Regions from separate parts of the Mus musculus genome. Here regions 2, 3 and 4 are each linked to region 1. A link is a contact called in public Hi-C and capture Hi-C data. All regions are on one chromosome and are shown on one strand. The core of a region is the stretch at or near the end of the contact, and the rest is flanking DNA. Distances in the headings are between cores, read along the strand shown. Region 1 overlaps Atg5 (autophagy related 5). Region 2 overlaps Gm35154 (a long non-coding RNA gene). Region 3 overlaps Gm35154 (a long non-coding RNA gene). Region 4 has its middle 8.7 kb from the start of Gm35154.

Evidence for each region. Hi-C and Micro-C count contacts between places; a contact is called where the count stands out from the background. Capture Hi-C pulls out chosen DNA fragments and counts their contacts.
Region 2: a contact with region 1 is called in a capture Hi-C map of bone marrow-derived macrophages, with 7 times the contacts expected there. The contact joins two enhancer-like sites. A contact is called at or near these places in 1 of 484 Hi-C or Micro-C datasets (bone marrow-derived macrophages) and 1 of 9 other capture datasets (bone marrow-derived macrophages).
Region 3: a contact with region 1 is called in a Hi-C map of bone marrow-derived macrophages, with 2.9 times the contacts expected there. The contact joins two enhancer-like sites. A contact is called at or near these places in 3 of 484 Hi-C or Micro-C datasets (bone marrow-derived macrophages and embryonic stem cells) and 2 of 115 datasets of contacts at active chromatin or transcription factors (microglia and neural progenitor cells).
Region 4: a contact with region 1 is called in a Hi-C map of uterus, with 4 times the contacts expected there. The contact joins two enhancer-like sites. A contact is called at or near these places in 3 of 39 promoter capture datasets (the C10 cell line, cranial neural crest and pre-B cells), 3 of 484 Hi-C or Micro-C datasets (embryonic fibroblasts and uterus) and 1 of 9 other capture datasets (bone marrow-derived macrophages).

Annotation. Positions count from the first base shown.
Region 1 is chr10:44,323,822-44,329,329 of GRCm38.p6, reverse strand. All of the region lies in intron 6 of Atg5 (autophagy related 5), which reads right to left. Among named protein-coding and RNA genes, the nearest start is that of Mir1929, 33 kb to the left of the region's middle. Within about 2 kb of position 3,434, at least 41 of the 459 cell types and tissues checked have an H3K27ac peak or open chromatin away from gene starts, as enhancers often do. A contact at or near this core is called in bone marrow-derived macrophages, microglia and uterus, where this site is marked.
Region 2 is chr10:44,657,275-44,662,782 of GRCm38.p6, reverse strand. The region is part of intron 2 of Gm35154 (a long non-coding RNA gene); the gene reads right to left. Among named protein-coding and RNA genes, the nearest start is that of Gm35154, 61 kb to the right of the region's middle. Within about 2 kb of position 3,067, at least 11 of the 459 cell types and tissues checked have an H3K27ac peak or open chromatin away from gene starts, as enhancers often do. A contact at or near this core is called in bone marrow-derived macrophages, where this site is marked.
Region 3 is chr10:44,627,078-44,632,585 of GRCm38.p6, reverse strand. All of the region lies in intron 2 of Gm35154 (a long non-coding RNA gene), which reads right to left. Among named protein-coding and RNA genes, the nearest start is that of Gm35154, 31 kb to the right of the region's middle. Within about 2 kb of position 2,200, at least 75 of the 459 cell types and tissues checked have an H3K27ac peak or open chromatin away from gene starts, as enhancers often do. A contact at or near this core is called in bone marrow-derived macrophages and microglia, where this site is marked.
Region 4 is chr10:44,587,488-44,592,995 of GRCm38.p6, reverse strand. It overlaps the pseudogene Gm5950. Among named protein-coding and RNA genes, the nearest start is that of Gm35154, 8.7 kb to the left of the region's middle. Within about 2 kb of position 3,390, at least 43 of the 459 cell types and tissues checked have an H3K27ac peak or open chromatin away from gene starts, as enhancers often do. A contact at or near this core is called in bone marrow-derived macrophages and uterus, where this site is marked.

The DNA.
Region 1 (5,508 bases), core at 2,185-4,684:
AACAGGCTTAGATGGCAAGTGCTTTTCCTTGCTGGATCACCTCATCTCCCAATACTGTTTCTTACAACCAAGAAATTCTTAGTGAAACTGTTGAAAGAGTTTCCTTTACAATTCCTTTTAAGATGACATATTAATGACTGAGGCTTCAAGGTTACTGCAGATCGTCTTATACATAGATACAAGCAATGGCACTCATTCTATTTCTAAAATTGAACTTAATGGGATCAATAAAAATTGCCTACTTGGTAGATAGAAATTTTCTGTAACGAAGAGAGGGTTCCAAAGTTTTAGCTCTGCTTCAGTTTCTTCACACTGTTTGTGACTTTTCTCTATTAGAAGAAAGGGGATTGAGGGCTGGGAGCCACAGAATGGGAGGGATAGTATACACGTGTACAAACTGAATTTCAAATAAGAAGCAACGACAGGCTAAGAAAACCAAAGAAATGAACCAACAGCCCATGAAAGAGAACAGGCTCTGCCGAGAGGCTCCACTGTCTCTGCTCAAATCCCTGGCTTCCTAATCACCAGGTGGATGAAGCCATGAGTATCAGGGCCTAGAGTATCTCTTAATGATCTCATCTGTATAGAAAATATGAACACATAAGGGAATAAACACATGTAGAATAGTTAAGACAGTACCTGGCCTTAAAAAATACAAAATAAATGTTAGCAATTACTGTTATTCATGTATAATTTGCTTCCCTTACAAACTTTTCCCCACAGGAAGGAATTTAACTCTAAACCATCTGAGATTACTAAATACATTAAAAACCTGCTGTGTTGGACTGCCCCCTGCAGGCCTCAATTTACCCACTTATTTTACAAGGAACAGAGAATATAAGATTCAGATATGTTTTAAAACGACACTAAAATCATTATTCAATCCCTCCTAGCAGTAAGACACTGTCTATAACAGCTATCAAGATGCAAAGGAAGTCAGTTCTTTTCCTCAGCAATCGACTAAATCCAGAAAATCGACACACACTTCAACAGAATGAACTGGGGGAGATAATAAAAACCACTGCCTGCATTACAAGGACAAGGGAAAGCTGAAGATACGAAGGCCCAGGTTCAGTCGTGCAGCAGGTAACCAGCTGGACACTGAGCAAGTCATTTTTTAGGTCAAAATCAGTGTTAAGATGTCAGACTCCTAGTTTCTGTCATGGCAAAGGAGAAATACCTAAGATAAGAGCAAAGAATTAACCTATATACAGCACAGGTGAAAGATTGGGAAAGATTAGCCAGAAGAGATGGTAAGGTGAGGTTAAAGGCCCTGTGAGAGAAGTTAACCAGGTAAGAAAATAGAACAGTCCAGTATTTTTATTTTAAAGATTTATTTATTTATTTTATGCCTGAGCTGTACAGATGGTTGTGAGCCTTCATGTGGTTGCTGGGAATTGAACTCAGGACCTCTGCTCTCTCCGGCCCTGCTCACTCTGGCCCAAAGATTTATTTATTATTATATGCAAGTACACTGTAGCTGTCTTCAGACACATCAGAAGAGGGAGTCTCATTAAGGATGGTTGTGAGCCACCATGTGGTTGCTGGGATTTGAACTCAGAGCCATCAGAAGAGCAGTCAGTGCTCTTAACTCCAGCCCCCCAAACAGTCCAGTTTTAAACAATACCATGTGATTTAGATGCTAGATAGCTAATATATAATATCAAAATTATCACCAAAACAAACATCCATATGCCAGCTGTGTGTGGTGGGACACGGACTTGGTCCCAGTACTGAACAAGGCTGAGGCAGGAGAGATCAAAGGCAACCCTGGCTACAGAGCAAACCAGTCTCAAAAACAAAATAAAAAGCTATCGTTTGGAGGGAAAGAAACACAGCAGGCAGTTAGTTCTACAGGAACCATGACAAGTTCTGTGAGGAGGAAGGGGTAAGATGCAAATGGAAAGCTGAGACTTAAGGCAGGTTGTTCTGGGACATTAGAATGAGTGAGTCAAAGAAAGTGAACAAAACTTACTCCAGAGTCCCGAGTCTGCGGACTTGCAGGGAAAGAAAGAGGAAACGGAAGCACAGGCTTACGCTGCTTGTGGTAGACACTACAAATACAGCAGCGCACACACAGCCTCGTGTCATGAACAACTCATCACACGTATTCCACTCGCCAGAAATACAGAAAGCCTGACAAACATTAATTTGCAACAATAGTATGATCTAAGGTAACTCAACTTGCCCAGTGCACAGCTGATTAGATAGCATCTGTACCTCTTTTCCACACCAAGCATTCTGAGACATTACAGTGAAGCAGGCGCATTTCATCTCCACAGTAACAAAATACTACAATCAGAGTTTTTTAGATGAAGAAGATCCAGAAATGAGACATAAGTGCCCAAGTGTTTCCCAACCTTCCTAATGCTGCAACCCTTTAGTATAGTTCCTCATGTTGTGGTGACCCCTAACTATTTAATCATTTCATTGCTAGTTCATAACTGTAATTTTGCTACTGTTATGAATAGTAATATAAATATCTGATATGCAGGCTATCTGATATGTGACCCCCCCCCCCCCCATAGGATTGTGAACCACAGCTTGGGAACAGCTGGCCTGCTCTGTCCTGAAACTTGCTTTCCAAGCCTGAGATCCCAGTCCTGCATGGCTTGAAGCCTCTCTATTTTAACCACGGCCATGCTCCATGCTACAGGGTTATTCTTTCAGACTGTCCAGGGTAGGGGCATTAGCTATAAGCTGCAGGTTGGTAGAGAAGGCAATCCCTGGGCATCTAACATGACAGACTCTTATTCTTTTCCTTTTCCTTTTTTTTTTTTTTTTAAAGATTTAGTTATTTACTTCATGTATGTGGGTACACTGTCACTGTCTTCAGACACACCAGAAGACAGCATCAGATCCCATTACAGATGGTTGTGAGCCACCATGTGGTTGCTGGGAATTGAACTCAGGACCTCTGGAAGAGCAGCCAGTGCTCTTAACTGCTGAGCCACCTCTCCAGCCCGACTCTTATCCTTAAGGTCGAGTACTCAGTGGAACGTTTTGCACTTTAGAAATCATTAACAGAGATAGCAGCCAGGCATGTACACCTTCAATTCCAGAGACAGAGCTCAATGCCAACACACAGCAACTTATGGGCTGGTCAGGGTTACAGTCAGACACTGTCTTAAAATAACTCCTCACTCCAGTCAAACAAGAACAAAAAAAACTCTAGGAAACACTTCATCTTTATCGTTTTCTCCAAATTTCTACAAAATCCATTCATCAAGCCTTAGAGGTAGTAGAGATGCCTTCTTCAGTAATGGAGTGTCGGCCTATCACATGACCTCTCCACCAAGCAAGGAGAACACTGCTGTGGTTAGAATGGGCCGTCACCATGGAGACTGGCCTCTGGGCATGCCTGTGGGGTTTGGGTTCATTGCTCTAACTGAGGTAGGAGCAGCAGCAGGAGCTCACGGCTCTATTCCTGACTGTGGATGTGATGCAATCAGCTGCCTTCACTTTCCCACCATGAAGCACTGAACCCTAGACTGCGAGTCAGAAGCCTTCCTCCTTCCCAAACGACGCTTCTGTCAGGGTTCTTCACACAAGAGAAGAAAACTAAAACACTAACCAGTGTTTCTTAAAATTAACTTGCTCTTGCAACAGCTCAGGGAACATCTGTTTCCAGAGACGTCATCCCACTTTAGCTTTCTGAGATTCCACCTCAGGCCAAAGCTTCCCAGTGGGCCATGTGCGTCCTCGGCCTGGGATCATGGCAGCATTGTCACTAGAGGAAGGGCCAGAATGGGGCTGAGTTCTTTCTCAGAAAACTGTCATTTGTCTGTCCTAGGATTTATCTGGTCAGACATCAAGCTTACTCAGTGAAAAAAAGTTTTAAAACTTCATAGCTACTAGAAGACAACAGCAATAGCAAACAAGTTAGTCAAAAAAATTGAATAGGAAAATCTAGAAATAAGAAACTGAACTGGTATAAAGGCCCCAACACATCAATGGTAATCTAGAAGAAACAGACACGGAACAGAACTGCACTCATGTCTGTGGTGACTTTATCTTCATATAAAAAGGAAAGCCAGCTTATACACTGGTTGTTTGCATACTTTAGTCATGCAACACAAGCAAGCACATACGCGCGTGGACACACACACACACACACACACACACACACACGAGAGAGAACAGAGAGATGTACTATTCTAGGCATTTAAAGAATCTTTTGAAATTGTCAGATGACCATACAAATTATAACCCAAGCAAGGAAATAAGGAAATAGGCTGACAACTGTAAAATCACACACACTGGACTTGAGCAAGCTAGATAGGGACTTTTACAGAACTATTTTTTAATACAATGAAATTTTTAAAAATGTGAAAATAATTAAAGAAGTAGGAAAATGTATTTAAGGAAACAATAGAGATTATGAAGATAAAGAGATAGAGCTAAGCATGGTGGCTCATACCTGTGATTACAGTTCTTAAAAAGAGTTTAGGGGCAGCCTGAACTACGCAGGACAAGGCTAGCCTAGGCTACATGAGACCACCTCACTCCACCAAGCAAAAGAAAACATAAGCCGAGTCACAGCTAACTGAAAATTGAAAGCTAAAATTAAATAAAAAGAACTTGTAGGGCTGGAGAGCTGGTCTGCTCTTGCAGAGGACCAGGGTTCCCTTGCCAGCACCTATGTGGTGACTTGCAACTGCTCATAATTCCAGCTCCAGACAGCCCAAAGCCCTTTCTGTCCTCACACAGCACCAGGCATGCACATGGCACACACACATGCAAGCAAACACAAACACAAACACACACACACACACACACACACACACACACAGAGAGAGAGAAAAATAAGTTCTTAGCAAAAGTAAGAGTAAACTAGAATATTAAATAAGAGATAGAAACCATCGAGAAATAGATTCTGGTAGCATAATTCTGAGACCTGTGGGGAAAGGGCATCTCACCAGCTACCCTTGGTGACATATCTCACAGGCAGTTAAAATAAGTGACAAATTATTATATATATTCTTTGGAAATAAGTTAAAACTAAATTAAAAAAAAAGCATTCAGTAGGACCTCTTCTTAGTCTCTAGCTTCTCTGCTTGAGGTAATGGCAAGATAGTAACTAAAATATGAGGCAGTAAGAGCACAGAAAGGTAACTTTTCACTACCGTGCAGTACACTAGGGGAGAAGCGTCAGAAGGAAGCACCATTTCTGTCTCTCTGAAGAGAGTTACGCAGTCTATGTGGCATGTTCCCCTGAGCTGTGCACAGGGAGGGAGTCATCACTTGCCACACACTTTTGTTAAGAACTTCAGAAAATTCACTGATGCCTGAAATCCGGCCCCTCCTCAGATGAGGGAGTACAAGTTAGTCCTAGCCAACCTAGTTTCTGATTATAATCGCGTACTATGAACTCCCTTAACTATTACATTCTTAAAGGTTTCACTGCGTCACGATAGAAGATAAGTAGACCTACTAAAGTAAAACTGGCAAGCAAACCTCTCAATCAAATTAAGTCATCAATGAGGCTTTAGTGATATATAAGATGGT
Region 2 (5,508 bases), core at 1,818-4,317, 330 kb before region 1:
ACTGGAGTGTCGGAGAGCAGTCCTATTTGATGATGGACAGCTCTTGAGGAAGAGGAGGTCCACTCCAGCAGGTGCTGAGCGGTACTTTCTCATATACGTGTGAGACAAGCTATGACGCCACACTGTACTCTTTTGTTAAATAAGCGTTTGTAGATGTCATTTTCATTTTCCAGTAAACGGCAAGGTCTCTGTCTCTATTTCCTTTCACTTGAAGCACTATTTAAGAGATTCTGTGCCATCCTATAGAAGCCAAGAATCCAAATGGTTGTTCCCCAATTTCCATTTTTCTCTGTTCTAAGTCCACCAGCAATCTTTAACCTGCTAAGCACGGGCCTTTAACATGTTCTTCCTGCAGAGTAACTCCTGGCACGAGGCCTCAGCTTGGGAACAAATAACACACAACAGTAAAGCCTTGAGCTATCACTCCCAAGCCTTCCCAAACTTTCTTCCCAACCCACTGCACATACAAGAACTTTTGAGGGTCTCTGTTATAAATCAGATTTTTACATGGAGGAGAAACTGACACGGAGTGATTCATTTAAAGGGCATTTATTTGAAGCTGATTTTTTTTCCCTCCTATTGAAAGTTTAGACTTCTGATTGGCTCTCATCATGTCTTGGAAACAAAGGCAAGCATGCCTTCCTTATGTTTCAAAGTTTTTCAACACTAGCAGTTGTGTTTTTCTTCTACAAATTGCTGTGTTCCTTCATCAGCCTGTATAACCGAACTCTTTGTCCTCTGATGGTTTATTCGTATGGGTACAAATTGTCTTGACTACATTTTGTTTTGTCATGGTGAAAAAGCATCTGCTTCAAAAGTTACTTCATTGACGTAAACAGATCTCCACCTGGCCCAGCAGGAAACAGAAGAAAGGACTTTTCAGAAATTGTCTTTTCTCTGCCCCTAGAGAAAGCAGAGGACAAACCCAGAGGTTTGAAACAGGCACCATTTTGTAAAGTTAGGCCTTGGCGCACGGGGAAAATCCACAATATATTGGGGAACAGGTGTGATGTAAAAAAAAATAGCTTGTTTTCATTTCTACAACACTCAAGTCAACAAAACTCATTTATATGCATTATTTCATTTTGCTTTGGCAATAATCCCATAAAGGAGGCAGGGCTGAAACCACCATTAGGGTCGTTAGTATAAAGGAACGGACATTCAAATAAACCAGAATTTGCAAAGCCAAGTTCAATTCATGACACCTCCAAAGCAGTTAGATAAATACAACTTTTAAATAAAATACTACTGGCCAACTGTGAATAGGATATTCCTGCACGGTGTGCTTAACTGTATACTATTTCAATTCTACAGACATATCACAACAGGGAAGCAAGACAAATGCACTCTATTTCAGACGGTTAAAGGTAAACTGTGTTCATATTTCTCCCCTCAGTGACTGTCCTGGTGGGTGACTTCACAGAGTGCTTGTGTGCCATGGTCTGTTTGTTTGCTCTACCTCCACCCACTCCTTCCCTCCCACTCTCACCCAAACTCACCATCAAGCTTCTACACAGCTGTGGAGGATAACTCAAGCAGATATATTTTTATTGATAATTTGAATAAAGGCAACATAAATAACATCACTGAACTTTTGGAAAATAGCAAAATAACATGACATCCCATGATCTCAATCTCTGTTATTAGGTCAAGTTTCCTCTACCCCACCCACCACCCACCCACCTTCTGTACATCTGCTTGCTCCTACCTGAGATCATATGGCAGATTTGTACACATTTTAATTTCACATTTGCAGTTGACTCTGTCCTAAGCCCTTTCTTTACCTTAAGTGTAAGGCTATGTTTCAATAATTCAGAAGGCCTTTTCTGTGGTGCTTTTCTGACAGACCATGATCAGAGGTCGATTCATGAACATGAATGCAGAAAACACAGAAACCATGCCTGTGTCCATAAATGATCCCCAGCTAACACATGTTCACTTTCCTTAAGCTTCACTGCTATTCTTGCTAATTATCAGAGAACGAATAAAGGTGTTTTAGGATCAAACCCCAACCCTACCTAGCACCTGAATGAACTCATTCTGGTAAATTAGATAAATGGTCTTCATTACAAAACTAAATACTACTACTAACCCCCGTGCAAAATTGTTGGGAAGACCCAATCTGTACTAAGAGTCAATAGATGGTAACTTTAGCTTAGTTTTTGAGACACAACTCAAGAAGTCAATCGTCAGCAGGAAAGTAACTCCTGCCAATAGACATGCCAGCGGGGGACACCACCTTCTTGATTTGTCATCACTGAAGATGCATAGCTCAGAGAAATGAACACTAGACCAATATTATTAGGGAAACATAAAATCCTCCTTCCCCTGTAGAAATAATCTAGCTGAAAACTACAGGCACTGTACGACTGGTTTCAAATTGTAGATGTTGCTTTTTGACTCAAGATCCCCACAGGAGCAGAAATGGTTGCATCTACTGCTACATCTCCAAGGCCATTTGCAATGGGTGTTCAATGAATATATTTGAACTGAGTATGGAAACTCTATTAGAATTACTAGACCAAGCCTAAGATAAGAACCCATATGATGGGGAATAGGAGTTAGACAACATAACTGCTGGACCAAAATAAATCCACAAACTTAAATAACAATGCATGGAGTTTGCTTCACAATAGTATTAAATGCTCTCCCTCCCAGGTCCTCCAAAATGTATTAGCAAGAAATAGGAGAGATAGACATGAGCTTCAGCATCACAGTATCTTCCTCTTTCAAGAAGGAAATCCACTGAGCTTTGTTAGAAAAGCCAGATTTCTACTTAAGGTCTAAGAATGGGAGACAGTGAAAGGAGCTGGTTTACTAACATGCTTGGACACCGTGCAGGGAGCTAGTATTTCAAGCACATGGCAAACAATGGGAAAGAGGGTGTAATGAGTTACAGAGTAAGTACTGTTTACTCCTGAGTGGCCCCTGTGCTGCTCTATACCTCCTGGAAATTGTTTATGGGCACAGATCCTGTGATCATGGGGCTATGATTAGCAGATGCTGACAGTGTGACAGTGGAAAAGGCATGAATCACCATTGCTCCATATAGGAGAAAACCAAACAACATCAACCGTCCTTAGAAGTTAACTTCTCTTTCCATCGTCTAAGCTGTGGAGACTGACTTGGTACTGTGCAACAGGGCAGAGAAGGAGAAGGAGAAGGAGAGAGAAGGGGAAGGACTATATTTTCTATTTGGAAATTCCACTTACGAAAAAACTCATGATTTGTGAAAATATAAATCCTTAATTTGTAAGAAACAGCTAATGACATCATAAATGTATTTAACTACTGAGTTTCCAAAGGACCCAAAGCTGCATTTCCTAAGTGGTCATATCAATAGAAACACATTCACTACACTTCAGTCTAAACAACTGAGAACTAGAAATACGAAGGGTACATAAGAAGGCAAAGAAAATTGATGACTTCTTCATATTTCTAAGAATTGTCTATCAATGAGTTTGGCTTGATGATTGAGACTTTCAATAATATGCCAAAAGACTAGAAGTAATGTGTTTTCATCTAGAAATAGCAAGGGAAAGGGCCAGAAAAAATACCTTTTCTGAACACAGACGAAGACCTTTGTTAAGGTCTGCACAACATGGCTTAGCTAAGATGCTTTACCTGTCTTCAGACTTAACAAAAAACAAAACAAACAAAAGAAATACTGATCTCAACTGAAGTGATACACAGAGAACAAGGCATCTCTGTGCAAGCCTGCCTGGATAAGTAAGAGAGACTAATATGCATTAACTAAGGGCAGTGTTTGAGAAAAACTTAATAACTTGGAAGGTTTGAATGTTCTGAACTTGTGGCATCTGCCCCTTTGAATGGGATTCAGTCATCCCATATCTTGAGTGTCCCTTTCAAAAACAGCTCTCAAGTAAAAGTGCATACACCCCCTGTCACAGAAGCAAGTCAGAAAATAGCTTCCTTTCATCTTTGTGTGGGCCCTCTCTACTCTGGATCTGAGCGCTGACCCTTAATAACTAATGGAAAGTAGGCCAGGAAAATCAACTAACTACAGGCAACCAAGGAGAAGAAATGTTCTCAAAATTCTACATAAGGTAGACTATGTTAAGACAACTGAGCTTATGTGCTGGTTTGTTTGTTTGTTTGTTTGTTTGTTTGTTTGTTAATCTCTCCATGATGACCCACAGAGGAGCACAGGAAATACCCCAGGGTTAGACAAGGCCTTCCTTCATCCACAGCTGAGTCTGATGAGGTTCTCCTGGCAGCACCCCAAAGCCAAAAAAGACTTTGTTTCTGTCTTCTCAAAGTCCTGACCTCCAGGATTTAAGGAACCAATAACAGTTTCTCATTTCTTGAGTTATTTTTCTCATGCAACCCATGGCAGCTGTTTGCCAGCTCAGCATTCAGACTAATTTGTTGCAGAAAATGGGGTAAACACATGTTTACCAAGATCTCAGGATTACCATGAGGCCTAAGTGCGTATTATACGTGACCAAGTAAGACATGTGAGACTTTCATTAGCTTTCTGTATTACAAAATCAGAACTTGAGGTCCAGAACACTTCTTTTTGAGATATCTTGGTTTCCCACATTTGTTATTTTATTTTGGTTTGGTTTGGAAAGACAGATGACATGTTATTCTGAAACACTGAAGACTGTACTTCTGTATTAGTTACAGTACATTTAAAAAACAGTTTTTGCCTATATGTACAGGAACTGTGGGATTTAAGGGTAGACAGGTAATCCTGCATGCTTACTTTGTAGACTAAAAATTCTGTGCAGTTAATGAAGGGAGAGTATATGCTGCTTGAGTTGTTTCACACATTAAATCCTATTAATGTTCAAGTTCATATATTTTTATCATGCTACTATTTGCCTTCAGTTGGGAAAAAAAAAAGTAACATTAATTTCAGAAAGACAAACTGCCCTTTGGTTGTCCTGTCTGTAGCTGACAGCTCTTAGCAGCCACATGCATTTACTTCCTTAAAAATAGTTTCCAGGAACTCTTCAGTGAGCCAGAGCTTCCCAAGACAAAGCCAGCATGCTGCCCCTCTGCCTTCCCTGGAATTCTGAGCAACAGTTGGTGAGGAAAAGGCATAGTGTTGAGGGAACATTTTCCTCAAGTTTAAAGCCTGCTCAAACATCAGAGTTGCAATCCAACTGAAGTATTTTGGTGCATGATTGTATGCATCTATCCATGTCCAAATGCAACTTCCGGTTGCTAAGATGAGAGCGCAGTCAAAATATTTGATGCAATAGTGAAAAGGCTTCTTAGATATCAAAGAGTGTCAAAACCACACTACTATGAGTTAAGTGTAAATGAATCAAAAACTTGTGACTCGTATTTCCCTAAGAACACACATGGATTTTTTGTTAAGAAGAAATGAATGAAGAAAAAAAAAGTCCCAACACAATAAAGTTGGCATATTGTTCACTAATGCTTAAAAGAAAATAATTAAGTACTTACAAAACACACGAAAGGGATTTGACTAACCAGATCTGAGAGTACAGGCATGTTTCTCAGCTGTTCCCAGCC
Region 3 (5,508 bases), core at 951-3,450, 300 kb before region 1:
ATCTGATGGATGTTACAGAGCATACAGCAAGCTACTGGTCCCAAATATAAAGAAATACTAAGTGTATTGTGTGTGTGTGTGTGTGTGTGTGTGTGTGTGTGTGTGTGTGTGTGCGCGCGCGCGTGCACTCGTAGAGAACAGTGAGAAAGCATTAAATACATAAATAAATAACTCTAAATCAAAGAGAGCCTGCCTGCCTCTTGAACGTCTATAATGAAGGCAGGGTAATTGGTTGTAGTGCACCCTTCTTATTAATGAAACCAAGGTTGCTCATGACTTGATTTATACATGAAGCAATTTAATAAAGCTTTAAGCAACACTCATGAAAGATAGTAGGATTTCTGTGTCCTGTTTAAGTAGCAGATATCTAAGTGCATCCGAAGAACTAAAACGGAGAGTAGTGCGTATCTAGGGTCAGGGTGAGTTGCCTGTAAGGAAACTATTTGTTTGTGTAGTGGTCAAGATTGTCCATTTCCTGCAGTATGCCTCTTCCTCCCAGACAGCAGACTGGGAAAACATCTCCCTGGTGAGAGTTGTTCTTGTTTGTAAAGCCGTACCAATTTTAAGTTCAAAATGAGGGCAGACATCTTCTTCCATATCTATATGAAAAGTAATCTTTTCATCCCAGGAAAGTGTATCACCCAAAGGAATCACAACACTGTGCTTTTGACACTGTTAAAAACAATGTCTGAACGACAGACGACTCTGTCTAACTGTCCAGAAGCTGATTGTCCTGCGCCGTTTACAACGTGATGAGGACAGGTCAGCTGACAAGTTATTTTGATCTGTTTCAGTTCCATAAACTGTGTATATAGTTCTGTTCTCAGGGCTGAAGCGATTAAAAAAATTGAAGAGGACAAACCCTCTGCCTCACTTCCCTAGTAGACTTTCACAAAGTTCCTTTAATACCCCCAAAGCAGTCGGGCCAGAAACAACACGGGATCTGCTCATCTTAGCTCTTATCACTTGTTTTGGTTTGGGTTGTTTGGGCTTGGGGTGGGGGCTGCAGGGGGAGGTATGTATGATATTGTTATTACGCGAGGGAAGAATTGTATTCTCCGATTTGAATTTTGCTCCTCTTGTCTTCCTGGCAGGTTTCATCTTTTCTCTGAACTCCCGGAAGACTTAATCCAGATCTTCCATAGGGCACATACATTGTCTTCCCTCTTGAAAAGTGTTTTCAGGTAAAGGACACACCTGTATGTTCATAATTACCATAGAATTAGATGCATACAAAGAGATTTTTTAAAAAAATGACCAACTCTTTTTTAGAACAGGAAGAGAGAAGAAATAACATGTTTGCCTACACATACATGTGGGTTTATACAGGCACATATATACACATGCAGACATGTATATGTGCAAATACACGCATTCATATTTGGCTTGTGAATATATTTAAAGACATGACCCCCCCCCCCAACACACATGCATATGCTCTCTCTCTCTCTCTCTCTCTCTCTCTCTCTCTCTCTCTCTCTCACACACACACACACACACACACACACAGAAGCAGTCTGGGAACCCCATGCGCCTCTCATACACTGTTTTACTTGTCTGGTTTCCCACTTTGCCCAGAGCACTAGGTAGGATTCTAAGGGAATGCGGCCTCTTCCTTTGTTCTGGTTACAGCTGTGTCTGTCTGAATGAGCTTTCCGAGGGCCTAGGGTAACGGTCTTGACCATAACTGCTCACAAGAAGCCATGAAAGGGTATGCAGGCAGCCACATGAACGCGATGCTCTTTAATTATGAGGTCCTATCGTGGAAGGAAGGCTGGCAGACAGGCAGACGCATTCCAATTACGCTAATACACCTTGTAAACATCAAATATTTTTAATCTGAGATTAAAGAGAGCCTGTATCCTCACAACACTCCTGAGACTGCGTCTCGGGGCCACTGCCCGTGCTGCTGGCGAAACAGGATTTCCTTTGGTCAAAATAGACTTTCAGAAGAATAACAGCCTCGAGTCGGGAGGCGGTCCCCACACAACTTCCACTGCAAGCTGTCCAAAACTTCAGATGCAGTTCTTAAAAAGCTTCAGAAAAGACAGTTCAAATTTTCCGGGGAAATTGATTAATGTCCTTGCTTTCCTCCAGAGACTGGTGGTGAGTTCTGTGCCCTTGGTTAGGGCTGGGCAGTTGTAGGACTTGATCTTACATTTGGTTCCTTCGTGAGTTACCTGCTTTTACTTGGTACCAGCCCCTGGGCTATAGACTGAGAAGGAAGTGTCCCAGCCACTTTCAGTCAGAGCTAGGGAGAGTGAGGCCAAGCCAATCTCAGGAAACAGTGATTAAACTGAATAAAACCATGTATGTGTAGGCCTCTGGTAGGCTATCATGACATGGAATACACACATACATACATACACACACATAAACGCACACATGCACATAAATACATATATGCACACATGTGCACACATACATGCATACACACATATATAATTCTGGTATTATATCACACGCTAGAGTTGCTATTAACTTTCACAGGGATAGAAATTTTCATTTAAATCACAAAATGTTTGAAACTCCTTCTGGTTTACTACCTGAAGGCTGAGATATCAAACTGCCACCAACTGGGTAGCTTACAAACAATAGAAGTATATCATCACAACTCCAGCAGTGAGGAGATTTAACATAACGGTATGTATGCTGATATAGAACGATTCTGTCTGTGAGAGCCACTTTCAAAGCACAGACAGCGCCTTTACATCTTAGCTCCGCAGAAAGGGTAAGATTGTCTCTCTGGCCTCTTAGCAGAATACCAATCCCATGTGTGAAGGCTCCACCCTCATGACCAGTTTAGCTTCTAATACCATCACCTTGGGAATTGGGATTTCAACCTAAGAATTTGGGAGGAGGATTAACTCTGTTGTTAAGAGCACTCACTGCTTTTGCAAAGGACCTGGGTTCAGTTCCCAACACCCACACAATGGCTCACAACCATTCATAATTCCAGTTCTAGGGGGATCCCCATGGGCACTAAACAAAACACTTACTCACATAAAATAAAATAAAATGAATCTAAAGTCAAATAAACTCCAGGGTAGTCAGAGCAAACCTGAAGAAAAAAAAAAGATTAGACCATAACACCTTCTTACACTAATCAACTGCCCGTGTTAGCAGTAATTCTTTGTAGATGAACTGAGGAAGAGTTGCCAAGGCAAAATAATTTTTATGCAAGCATAACAACTTTGGAATTCAAAATGTAGAAAAAGCAGGTGAGTTCTCGAAAACTATCCTGTATGAGTATGGACTTCTAATTCTTCAGCCATGTGAATCTAAACTTTTGTGTATCATTCCCTGAAAGTGAATGGTGTGTGTGTGTGTGTGTGTGTGTGTGTGTGTGTGTGTGTGTGTGTGTGTGTGTGTGTGTGAAAGGGGGAGAGGGGGAAAAAGAAGAAGAGAAGGAGGAGGAAAAGGAAGAAGAGGAAGAAAAGGGGAGAAAATGCAGTTGCATGTGGAAGGTAGAAGACAACTTCAAGTTCAGATTCCACCCACCCTCTGACTCCCTACACCCCACTCCCACCCCTACCCTGCCCCACAGGAAGGAGTTCCCCCAAGCCTAGAATGTGCCAATTTGACTAGGGTGAGTTACCAGGCAGCCTTACGAATGGACCCATTTCTGCCTCCCTCAGACTGGGATTGCAAGCAAGCATCCCCACACCAGCCTTGTCCTGGTTCTGAAGGACACAATGCAGATCCTTGCACTGCAAGGCAAGCTTTATTGACTGAGCTTCCTCCCTAGCCTTCAGAGGAGCAAGCTTTATGAGTGTCTTTACAGAGACCACTAACTGGTATAGTTATATGATAAATACCCCAACAACTATGCTTACTAACTTAAAGGGACCGTGATAAGTTCGTGGGATGGAAACACAAACTAGACAAATCCCCCAAGTTCAGACTGCTGATAGTTCAGTAGAGGAGAGTGATCAGAAAACATAAAATAAACATGCAAAAAACAATAAAACATAAAAATGATAGGTGATAATCACAGCATGAGCAGAGACCACAATACGGAAAACACACACAAAAGGGGAAACAGTTATCTTTACCCAGGCAGAAGTTTTAGCAGGCAGGGATGAGGGGATCAGGTTGTCTTGGCTTCAGTGACATTAGCCAGGGCTTTAAGAAATACAAAGAGAGCTGAGGAGTCTCTCATAATTAAAGCACTTCCCATGCAAGTAAGAGAATGCTTGCCTGTAATTCCAGAATCAGAGGCAGAGGTAGGGCATCTCTACTAGCTAATGACACTAACTACATTGGTAAGGTGGGCTCTGGATTTGATTGAAAGACTTTGCCTCAGAGGATAAATGGAAGGAATGATGGTGGAGAAAAATCACAGATATCAACCTCAGGCCTGAACATATATGCATACATGTGTGCACTAAATATGCCCACATGTATACAAACACACATACATGAAAAGAAGAACAATTAAGTTAAAAAGACATTCGTCAGGAAAAGTGAAAATCTATTCTAAGCAGCTATATTGATCAATAGAAAGCCAAATAGTGAGAAATGGCATAGATGAATAGGTAAAACTAGATGTCTTAAGACAAGAAAAGAACAGGGGGCCTTAAACACCATGCTAAAGAATCTCTACTCCATCCCATGCTTTTGTGGAATCACAGGAACTTAGAACACAACAGAGTCACTTAATCCGAAATGTGGTTCGGAGAGATGGGTCTGGGAAGAACAAGGCTGATTATAATGAAGCCCAGCAGAAAGCAGAGAGAGTAAATAGAAGACTATTGCCCAAGAACAGGGTAAGACCTAGGGCAATGAGCATGAAAATGGAGGAGACCAGAGCTGGAGCCAAACTTGTAAGGTTGGATCACAATCATGGTACGTCAGAAGAGGCCCTGGCTTGGGTGGTTCCTTGGTTCTTAGGTGCTGGGAGATGACTTGGGGGAATAACTTTTGGGTTGGTCTGTGGTGATGAGCTGAGGTTTGGACAGCTGCCATATATTCAGGTTTAAGATACAGGAAAGAGCTTGCTGGGGAATAAGTATATATCAGAGTCATCAATGTACAATACGGTGTGAAGGAATAAAGCCAGCTAGAAAGAACACATGGACAGAGAAGAGTCAAGAGTCAGGACTGTGGGTGGTGAGAGGAAGAGAGTCATCTCTTCTCACCGGGTACAGCCTCATCCCTGAGCCACACTTGATACGTTTTTTTTTTCCTTTTTTTTTTAAATTAGGTATTTTCCTCATTTACATTTCCAATGCTATCCCAAAAGTCCCCCATACCCTCCCCCCCCCCCCACTCCCCTACCCACCCACTCCCACCTTTTGGCCATGGCATTCCCCTGTACTGGGCCATATAAAGTTTGCGTGTCCAATGGGCCTCTCTTTCCAGTGATGGCCGACTAGGCCATCTTTTGATACATATGCAGCTAGAGTCAAGAGCTCCAGGGTACTGGTTAGTTCATAATGTTGTTCCACCTATAGGGTTGCAGATCCCTTCAGCTCCTTGGGTACTTTCTCTAGCTCCTCCATTGGG
Region 4 (5,508 bases), core at 2,141-4,640, 260 kb before region 1:
CTGAAATTCAGACATCCAGTAGGGCTTGGGAGTGAAGCTAGAACCAAAGCCATCTAAGTGACAGGCCAAAGTGACACGAAGCCCACTTCCTGTGTTCCAACGATGAGTTTCCATCCCAAACCAATGGAAGGCAATTTTACTTGTTAGGGCCTAAAGGGACAGTCAGTTCTACTCCTTCCACTCCCCCAGGAAGCCACCTTGGTGACATATTTGTTCCTACCCATTGTAAGTGATAGGGATTAGCCTGGTCCCAACCATTATGGAAAACTGTAAAAGGCTCCAGAAGGTACAGTGTGGATTAGGCCACAAGATGGGGCAGATGATGTCCTCAGAAGCATGTGACTAGTGAGAGCAGTTACTAAACTTCTGGGCAACCTAGTCCATGCTATGCAGGCAGGTAGAGGGATGGGCATTGTCCATAGTTTGACATTGATGATGTCCACAGATTCAGGCTTGAGAAATGCACCACCCATGAGGAAGCCGTCCACGTCAGGCTGGTTTGCCAGCTCTTTGCAGGTTGCTCCAGTCACAGCACCTCCATAAACTATCAGGGTGCACTGAGCCACTGTACTGACTAGTTTTGTGTCAACTTGACACAGCTGGAGTTATCATAGAGAAAGGAGCTTCAGTTGAGGAAATGCCTCCATGAGATCCAACTGTAAGGCATTTTCTCAATTAGTGATCAAGGGGGAAAGGCCCCTTGTGCGTGGGACCATCTCTGGGCTGGTAGTCTTGGGTTCTATAAGAGAGCAGGCTGAGCAAGCCAGGTGAGGCAAGCCAGTAAAGAACATCCCTCCATGGCCTCTGCATCGGCTCCTGCTTTCTGACCTGCTTGAGTTCCAGTCCTGACTTCCTTGGTGATGAACAGCAGTATGGAAGTGTAAGCCGAATAAACCCTTTCCTCCCCAACTTGCTTCTTGGTCATGATGTTGGTGCAGGAATAGAAACCCTGACTAAGAGAAATTGGTACCAGCAGAGTGGGGTATTCCTGTGACAACCTGACCATGTTTTGGGGAGGTCTGTGGAAGGACTTTGGAACTTTGGGCTTGAAGATCCATTCCTTGTTAAGAGCTCTGTCAGATGTTTTGTAGGAGCTTGGAAGATAATGTTGAGAACAGTGCAGAAGATGGAGCCCTGGCTTGTGAAATTTCAGAGGGAAAATTAAAGACACTTTTCATGGCCATTCCTGTTTTGATTGTGAAGATTCTGTAGTTCTGGTTAGCTGGGGCTGAAGAATCAGCTGTGATTAACAAGATACCAGAACTACTAAAGCAAAAACTTTGCATTACTGGGACTATTGATGCTCTTTAGCTGGAGCTAAGAAATTAGCAGTGATTGAGACCAGCATCATTGAGGTGACATCTTCTGGGAAGTGTTTTCTGAGAGCACAGTGGCTGTGTTCCAGATATAGCCAAAGTTGTACATTGTGCTGTGGCTGGACTTGGTAATGTGTAAGGGTCACCCAGGTGGTACTGGTTTTGAAGGCATGAAGGAGTTGAGCAGAGCAGCTGAGGCTTGGCACTGTGAGAGGCCATGGAAGGCCATTGGTGAAAGTGCAGCCTCAGTTGCAATTGATGGCCCAGGACTGAAGGGGTCATGCAGTGTTTTGGAGATGCCAGTACCATGAGATGACCACCAAGAACAGCAGCAACAGTGGAGTACAGGCATCTGGAGCCTAGAGGATGACGCGTGTGCTACAAAGGGCATGGCTGGAGAAGTGACCCAAGCCCTTGGAGGAGCCCAGAAGATCGTGAGTTGGATCCCAGACATTGGACGGTTGGAGATTGACTTTTGCTTTTGATTGTGACTGTGCCCTGATATTTTCCCTCTTGAAGGAAGAAACTGTCTTAGTGGAGCCCACAGTTAAGAGACTTTTGATTGTAAAAAGACTTTGGATTTTAAAAGAGATGGATATTTTAAAGAGATTGAAATTTTAAGAATATGTAAAGACTGTGGGACTTTTAAAGTTATTTAGATCTTGGGGATGAATAAGATTGTAAGGGCTTACTAGTGATGTTTTTGTGTGTCAAGTTGACAAGGGGTCAATTGTACTGGCTAGTTTTTTGTCAACTTGACACAGCTGGAGTTATCATAGAGAAAGGAGCTTCAGTTGAGGAAATGCCTCCATGAGATCCAACTGTAAGGCATTTTCTCAATTAGTGATCAAGGGGGAAAGGCCCCTTGTGCGTGGGACCATCTCTGGGCTGGTAGTCTTGGGTTCTATAAGAGAGCAGGCTGAGCAAGCCAGGTGAGGCAAGCCAGTAAAGAACATCCCTCCATGGCCTCTGCATCGGCTCCTGCTTTCTGACCTGCTTGAGTTCCAGTCCTGACTTCCTTGGTGATGAACAGCAGTATGGAAGTGTAAGCCGAATAAACCCTTTCCTCCCAACTTGCTTCTTGGTCATGATTTTTGTGCAGGAATAGAAACCCTGACTAAGGCAGCCACCCCATCAGAGACATTGGATTTCAGCCAACCTGGAGCTTCTCATGTACTTCCGGTTGAGGGGTTGCAGTCTTGCTAGTCCCAATGGCCCATACAGGTTCATGGGCCAGGACCACCTTGCTTCTGTCCTTCACATTATCTGCGATGACCTTGGTTTGCTCAAAAACAACTTCCTCCGTGATGCCAGCTTCCCTTTCGTCTAGCTTCTCCCCAATGCAGGGGATCACTGCAAGTCCCTCTGCTAGGGCATGGTTTACTTTCTGCCCAATCAACTCATCTGATTCCCAAAGACACACCTTCTTTCCCGAGTGCCCCAGCACCACTCTGGTGGCTCCTAAGTCTCTGATCATGTCAGGGCTGATTTCTCCAGTGAAGGCCCCATTGGTCACTTTGTAGCAGTTCTGTGCAGCCACAGCAATCTTGGGATCCAGCTTCTGCCTAGCGAAGTCGATGTAAGAGGTTGTCAGTGCACAACCCACCTCAGTGTCTGCCAGCACACTGGCTGCCTTCGGGGTGCAGCTGAGTTCTCCCAGGCACTGCTTCCTCCCGTTCATCTTCCAGTTGCCCCCCACGAAGAGCTTCCTGGAAGGCACCATCATACTAAGCTCAAGTCTCTGAAAGTCAGTACCGTAAGTTTTATTTTACATGCATTTTGTCAAAGTTTAAACAAGTAGCTGAAAATATGCATATGTTTATATATAATCAGGATTAAATATATTATATATCAATATTAAATACACAAAGACTCACGATTATTGCAATTAGTAAAATTTAAAATGATATTCCTCAAAAGAGCCATTATTCAGGAAAAGATGTAGATCTTTTATCAAGCTGTATCTCTTCATGGACATAATTCCAAACAAAATGAGGTAACAGCAGACAATCTTCTACACAATGTAAGCTAGCTAGTTGGCCAGAGCACTTTCACCAAGTCATGTGCTGCCAGAGAAGTTGGGGCTACAGAATACAAGCAGATGTCAACACTTTCACCTTCCACTTTCTCAAGAGTGCTGATCAGGCCAAGTTTCATTTCACTTATTAGGCCACTTTCCAAGTTGGAGGAGGAGAGTTGAGAGAGGGCTGAAGAAAGTATTAGGATCTAAGTTTCATATCTGCAAAAGTAAGCTGATGTTGCTTACCACTGGGTTTCAAAACCAAAGCTTCCCTAAATTGGCCAAGAGCTTTGAAGAGGTCTGTACAAACCCAGGGGTCAGCAAATGTTTTCTGCAAAGGGATAGAGAGCCAAAATTTTAGGTTTTGCAGGCACACACTCCCCATTGCAATTCCTTATCTCTGCTGTGATAGCTCAAAAAAGAGCTCTCAGCAACACAGGGTAGGTGTGCATGGCATGTCTCAATTGAGCTTCATTTACCACACTGTAGTGAGTTGAATTTTACTGTCTCCTGATAAAGAGTCCTAAGAATTCTCCCTTCTGATTTGAGCATGGATACTTGCTTAGGTTAACAACAACAACAACAACAACAACAACAACAAAACATATACACACACACGTGTATGCTGATGCTACTGTTAGAGCTGATTCTGATAAGCTGCCTATGCCTCAAACTCTCCAGCAGCCATGTAGGAATCCTGAAGTCACTCAGTCAATTTAAAACTTTTAATGTGTTCCAAGTACGTGGAACATGCCTTTAGTCCCAACACTCAAGAGACAGAGGTAGGTTAATCTTTGTCAGTCTCAGGCCAGCGTGGTCTTCATCGTGAGTTGTAGGATACCCAAAGACACACAGTGAGACCTTCTCTCAAAAGACTGTTAATGCCTCAGTTGAAATACACACTTGTGATCCTACCTCTGATAAGATAGAGAAGGCAGAATCCCTGGGGTTTTCCAAGCTGCATGCACTCACGCACGCACGCACACACACACATACACCTGCATGGGCACACATCCCACACACACACATGGGCATGCACACACACCCACATGGGCAAGAACACATGTCCACATTAGCATGCACAGACCCCCACATGAGCATGCACACATACCCACCTAGGGAAGCACACACACCCACATGGGCACGCACACATATACACACCGGCATACAGATACACAGTTCAAAGCAGTTTCCTTCCTTCTTTGCTACACAAGACCTTATGTATGCGAGGAATGCCTGGACCTAGCACCAAGGAGTTTAAAATCGTGTCTGCTTTGACCCAAGAACCCTTCAAGTAGGAAAATGAAGCTGCTCCTTCTGAGACAAATCTGCTTTAAAATATTCCCCAAATCCTTGTCATCAGCAGGCCAGATTCTTAACTCATACATTTCTGGGAAATGATAGCTCAAATTGGCTGTATGCCCTTTGGCCCTAAACCAATTAGTTTTTCTAAATTTACTGGGACCAATAAGGGAAAAGGATATTACTTTGATATTACTACAACACAGGGCTCAATGAGTTCACTGGGAAGACAGTTCTGTTGAGAAGTTGCCAAAGTCACCTTTAGTGCCCCTGCAAATGTCTCTAATGGTAACCTAGGACTCACAGAGCTGAGCTAGAAACTTTCAGCTCAAATGCTTGTTCCCAACAAAGAGAAATGTTTGAAATAGATCAGCTACTTAAATAATCAAAAGCAAACAATACTCTATTTCTCAGTTTCAAGTATGGCTATGGTATATTTAATATAATATAAAATATAAACACCATCTTTATAATGTCTTTTTTTTTTTTTTTTTTTGCTAAATACAGCTATAAATGTAATATGATCCCACAAAATTCCATCTACTGTTTATTTGGATTTTTTTGTTGATTTTGTTTTTGTTTTATTGACCTGAAACTTTAAAAAATGAATCATAAATTATTGGATCTTCTAGGTCAGGAGTTCACCTTCCCTCCCTGCTCCTCTTTGGTATTAGAAAGTGAGACAGCTGGAGCTCTGGCAGCCATTTTGGAGCAGGACGAGCCTCATAGATGAATACCACAGCTTGGGGTAATGAATCAGAAAGAACGAAAGAAGGAAGGAAGGAAGGAAAAAGAAAGAAAGAGAGAGAGAGAGAGAAGGAAGGAAGGAGAGAGAGAGTGAGAGAGAGAGAGAGAGAGAGAGCACTTAAA